Linked DNA regions of Sus scrofa: region 1 is linked to region 2. Evidence: chromatin contacts called from public Hi-C data. All regions are on one chromosome and are shown on one strand. The core of a region is the stretch at or near the end of the contact, and the rest is flanking DNA. Distances in the headings are between cores, read along the strand shown. Region 1 holds the start of ABCB8 (ATP-binding cassette sub-family B member 8, mitochondrial). Region 2 overlaps AGAP3 (arf-GAP with GTPase, ANK repeat and PH domain-containing protein 3).

The links. Hi-C and Micro-C count contacts between places; a contact is called where the count stands out from the background.
Region 1: a Hi-C map of alveolar macrophages shows a contact between it and region 2, with 2.4 times the contacts expected there. The contact joins the promoter of ABCB8 here to the enhancer-like site in region 2. A contact is called at or near these places in 1 of 5 promoter capture datasets (fetal liver), 19 of 47 Hi-C or Micro-C datasets (adipose tissue, alveolar macrophages, blood and 12 more) and 2 of 2 datasets of contacts at active chromatin or transcription factors (alveolar macrophages and skeletal muscle).

Annotation. Positions count from the first base shown.
Region 1 is chr18:6,195,700-6,198,399 of Sscrofa11.1, reverse strand. It overlaps ABCB8 (ATP-binding cassette sub-family B member 8, mitochondrial), which reads left to right and starts at 1,388. Exons shown (of 15, transcript XM_013990736.2): 1 at 1,388-1,633. The coding sequence starts at 1,403.
Region 2 is chr18:6,126,244-6,128,943 of Sscrofa11.1, reverse strand. All of the region lies in intron 3 of AGAP3 (arf-GAP with GTPase, ANK repeat and PH domain-containing protein 3), which reads left to right. Among named protein-coding and RNA genes, the nearest start is that of TMUB1, 15 kb to the left of the region's middle. Within about 2 kb of position 1,438, at least 22 of the 83 cell types and tissues checked have an H3K27ac peak or open chromatin away from gene starts, as enhancers often do. A contact at or near this core is called in adipose tissue, alveolar macrophages, fetal liver and 4 more, where this site is marked.

The DNA.
Region 1 (2,700 bases), core at 139-2,638, 70 kb before region 2:
TTTTGATTCCATAAAGATGGGGTGGTATCAACGTGGAGTCCAGAAAGATGTGGCTTTCTCCCATTGGCCTTGTTCAATTACCTATATCAGTCCTTGTCCAATAGGGCTTCTGGGTTGGAAATGTCCCAAAAGTTTAATGGTTTTTTTTGTCCTTTTCTTTCCTTAGATTAAGTCACCATTCCTCTCATTCCTTTTTTATCAGTTGAGGAGTGGGCTAGAGGTCCTCATTTCCTACAGTAAACAAAGTCTGTGGGGAATGTGCATTTCCTATAATAAAACAAGGCCTGTGGAGATGTTACTCCCTGGAGCCCTTAAGCCACAAAGGTTAATCAATGGCCATATCAAAGAATGCATCCAAGCCCTTGCTCCTACACTGACTACCTGAGTTATCATTCTGCCTCAAGATTACCTCAGGACTTGTGTAGTTTTATCCCTGAGCAAGAGGCAGAGCTATGAAAACAAGACCCCTAGGCCCAAAATGGAACTCCAAGCCACAGAAGGGCTAGGAAGCGACCAAGGTCTCTAGGAGACATCTGTCAACTGGGCTATGTGGGATCTTCTCTGGTCTCCCCACAACCTCACTCACTGCCAGCACCCAGCCCAACCACAATCTAATCCAGGCACATTTTCCTACCCAGATACACTCCAGATTCTCTGGGGGACAGCCTCCCTACCACTGCCCCCAATTCAATTTATTATTAACATATTAACAGGACACTTTTCCGTGCCAGGCCATTTGGAGGAAAGGAGGGGACAGGTGAATGAGACACAGCCCAAAGGAAGTCACAGCCCAGTGCAGAAGCAACTATGCAAACAAATGATTACACAGAAAAAGTAAATCGGTGCTAAACGAAGGTGCAAAAGCTACTGTGAGGAAGACATCTGTGGCAGAGATGGAACCGGGGTGGTGCCTTGATAAGCCACATCACCTCCCTATCAGCAACTCTAAACCACTGTGCGGAGGGAGCGAATCGGAATCACTAGGGAGTTTTTTTTTTTTTTTTTCCCCCAAGTGGTTGCCCTCCCCGGAGCTCTGAACAGCGGAGTGGGTGGCAAAGCACGTGCACATATTTTGAAAAAACGAATTCCGTCCCTTCCTCTCCCAGAACCAGCGCTCTACATTCCCTGGAGACTCCGGGACATCTACAGTCCTCCACGAGTACCCGCAAGGGAATGGCCTTGTGGTCAGCAGCTGACGCGTTGCTGTGGAAACGCCGAAGAGGAGGGCGCACTCCGCACACCTTTAAAACTGCACTCCAGAGCCAAAGCGGGTCGAGGGAGGAGGGGGGAATCCCAACTGCTCGGCTCCTCCCAGAGCTGGGGGCCGGCGACAGGCACCTCTCTCCAATCAGAGTTGCAGAAGCAAACGGGTGAGCAAGGTTTTCTCCAATCATAGCTTGCGATGATATTGATGCTTCTTTCCGCCAATCACCCCGAGCCGCGAGAGGGCTGTCGGGATGGGAGCCTGAGCCAACATGGACGCCTCAGTGGGATAAGGGTGAGCCGCCGTTGTCGGTCGCTCTTGTTCTCTCCTCATCATGTTGGTCCACTTATTTCGGGTTGGGATTCGCGGTGGCCCTGTCCGAGGCAAGCCACTACTACCCTTCCGCTTCCAGACATTCTCGGCCGTCAGGTAAAAAGGGTCAAACCTACTGGGAGCGCGGGCCATTGATCCGCCGGCAGGGCGTGGGGCCCGCCGGGAGATGGAGTCCGGGGCTCGCGCAAGGCCTGCTGGGAGTTGTAGGCTGGCCCGGCCCGGGTTTGGGCGTCAGTACCCCAGGGATTGGCCTTAATTATTTACAGCGACTACCCAGGTGCCAGCAGGAGACTTGGCGCGTCAGTACCCGCGTGTGGGCTGGACGGAGGGGGCGCTCTGGGTCTTTGACCACACCGAGCCTGTTCTCCCCACCAGGGGGCGCCGTGCTGCCCAGGTGTTGGGACTCCGTTTCCGGCCCCTTGTCCTCGTTCTTGGTATTGGTCTATGGATGTGGACAAAAATTATTAGTGTCCAGAGACATTTGGTGCTGCTCTTGTTCCAAAGCTTCAGTGTGAACTGAACAAAAATGGTTCCTAAATATGGATACTTTGAGCAGAAATAGTCAGTTTAGTAACACGTCTGTATGTGTTCTTGTATGTTCGCGCTACACACGTTAGTTCCAAAAGAGCAAGACACAGGTGGGAAATGAGCAGGACCCTGAAACTGACTGCGCTGTAAATGCTTTATGGCAAGAGACCGATTTCTTTCTAATCGTGGAGTGAAGAGCTTGAGGGCCAAGCAGGCAGCAGATTCGCAGGAGCAGGTGGATGTAGACTCGTGTCATTTGGAAAGCCCTTCTGATTGATGGGGTCAGGAGCTGGGCTGAGCTAGATCTAGAAGTGCCGGTGCTGGGAAGTAATCCCCCAGTTCTTGGCAGTGACCAAGCTCTGCTTAGAGCCTTCGTTTGGAGAAGATGAGAAAAGTTGGAAAGTGGCCATGGTAAATTTTCCTAAGGACTCTTCTCAAGCCTTTTAAGGCTTGAGAAGAGTCCTTAGGAAAAGAGAAAGAGTGTTGATGTTATTTAAACCAGAGCGAAACCCAAGGAAAGAGGTCAAATAATATTCTAGTATTTGTGTGTTCATGGTGCAATGTTTTTCATATGTTCAAGTCATAACACATTAGATGATTAAGTGAATTTAGTGAGTCCAGACTATTTGAAAGTG
Region 2 (2,700 bases), core at 189-2,688:
GCCGTGGCTGTGGTGTAGCCCAGTGGCTACAGCTCCAATTAGACCCCTAGCCTGGGAACCTCGATATGCCACGAGTGCGGCCCTAAAAGGACAAAAGACAAAAAAAAAAAAAAAAAAAAAAGGAATTTAAAATGAGATACCGTATGGAGTTCCTCTCATGGCTCAGTGAGTTAAGAACCCCACTGGTATCCAGGATTTGATCCCTGGCCTCGCTCAGTGGGTTGGGGATCCAGCGTTGCTGTGAGCTGTGGGATAGGTCACAGACGTGGCTTGGATCCCGAGTTGATGTGGCTGTAGTGTAGCCTGGCAGCTGTAGCTCCAGTTCGACCCCTAGCGTGGGAACCTCCATGTGCTGCAGGTGCGGCCCTAAAAAGACAAAAAAAAAAGTGATACTCCATTCTTTGCAGCTTTTTGTCACCATGGATTTTCTTGAAACCTAGAAGTACCCTGTTGAGAGGGCTTGGCCATGTGATGTGTTCTTGCTGAGGGTTCTTGGGCTCGGCGTGGGGGGACCCTCGCAATTCGCACAGTTGTGCTCGAGGTGAAAGGTGGGGAGCCAGCCGGGGCCTCGCTCTCCGGCAAGGAGATGGAGGAGGGGGCTACTGTCTGGGGGCGTCACGTCCAGGCCTCCCTTGTCAGCATCTTGATGGTGACCGGGCTGGCCCCGCGCCCCAGTGTGGCTCTCGTCACTTGGTTTGGCGGGTTCATCCCGTGTGGCTGCTGCTCTGCTCTCCTTGTGTCCCCGCCTGCCCCCTCCCATGACTGTCACAGTCACAGCCGGAGGAACTAGGTGAGCGGAGGGGAGGTGGCAGGGAGAGGCCCTTCCATCTGCCGCGGATCCCCCCAGCTGAGTTGGGGGGTCCAGTGCTGGACCGCAAGCTGCACCCCTTTAGGGAATAGCGCACCAGGGATGTGGACCAGGCAGCCCCGCCCAGCCCTTGCCCTGCGGGCCAAGGATGGAAGCAACTGACCCAAGATTCAAGGTCACTGCTCGGCAGCAGGGCTGGTGGGGCCCCCAGGCCCTTTTGCCTCACGGTGGCCTCCTGTCAGGTCACAGAGGAGAGGCGGGCTAGGTGATCTGCCAGCCCTGTGCCCCTCGGCTGCAACCCACCGCCGTGGTGCCGGGATGTGTCACCAGCAGATGTCAGGCTGTTCCCCTCACCCCATCCTGGCGTTTTAGGTAGGAGCTGTTTTTGTAAGCATGTTTTTTTTTTTTTTTTTGGTTTGTGTTTTGTCTTTGTGCTGAGTAATGCGGAAAGGCTATAAACATACACGTACTCTTGGCAAACATGTGGCACAGAGTAAGGCCCCTCTCAGCCAGCAGCCCGGGTTGCTGGCTTCTTCGCAGCTCCACCCCTCAGCCCACAACCAGCCTTGAATTAGGGAGACCGTCCCCTCCCCTCACCCCCACTTAGAGAGGAGACTGCGGTGGAGCCGCCCAGGAAGGAGCGTCCTGTTGTTGCAGCAATAAACCCCAGATCTCCTCCAGCCCCTGCTTGTTAACCTTTGTCCAGAGAGCCAGTGGGGAAGCTCCGATGGCCTGGGCTGGCAGGCCGTTGGTGACATCTGGGCTGGGATGTCCTGAGCCCCTCTAGCCAACCCGGAGGAGAGAGGGGCTGTCGTCCTGCAGCGCTCCCATTCTCTCCCAGCCTGTCCCTCTGGGGGGACACGCCGTCCTGAACCCTCCCATCCCTTCCTGGGCCCCCTGTCCCCTGCTGGCTGTGACCCTTGGGCTGTGCCACTCGCAGTGGGTCCTGAGCCACACAGCAGCCCTTCCAGAGCCGTTATTGCCCTTCACTGGTGCAAAGAGCTGGGATCTAAACCTGCCTCTGTCCTGCTTCCCCCGGGGCCACCTTTCCCGTTCAACGCCCTGCTCTGTTGGGTGTTCCGCCAGCGTTCCCTAGTCTGGTCTCTTGTGGGGCCAGGGCGCTCTCTGCCTGGCTGGCGTTTGTCCCGAGGTGGTGTCTGCCTGGCTTGCTGCTTCCCTTCTTGATGCTGAGCCAGTGGCGGGCAGGCCTTGGGCCCCCAGCCCAGGGCCAGCCTGGCAGGTACCAATGACCAGGGCCCTCCCTGCCTTGTAACCGGCTCAGGAGCCCTGTCAGGCCTGGAGGTCGCTCAGGGAGCCCTGGCCTGTATCACACTGCTCTGTCCCCTCCAGGGCCCGGTGGAGCCCCCTCCCAGCCTGGCAGTCCTGCTGCCCCGGGCAGCAGAGGGCACAGGGGGGCTGTGGGCTGTCCGGCACCTGAGGTGAGCTTTGCAGCCCCTGGAGCAGAGCAGGAGGGGGCTGAGCTTCTCTCTCCCAGGCCCTTGCCTCCCTCCGCCTCGCCCCCTGGCTCGGGCCCCGCCTGGGGTGACTGGGAGGAGGGCGGCAGTGCGTCAGTTTCTCTGTCCTCCTCCCTCCTCGAGGGGTCAGAGCTGGGTCAGAGCTGAGAGGTTCTCAGAGCACAGTGTCTGCCTTCTGGCGCGTGCTTCTGACCCTCAGTCGGCTCAGGCCCTAAACCCCGCCACCTGCCCCAGGGCATGTGGGCTCGGCCAGGTTCCAGCGCAACTGTGTGACCCTTGCCTGGTGATCGTGGGCCTCTGTGGGCACGGTGGTGGGGGGCAAGGCCCCATGCAGGTCAGAGGCAGTCAGTTGGGTCCAGTTTGGGGGCACCAGGGCCAGAAACATGGAGACCCTGACTCAAGTCCAAACAGCTTAAC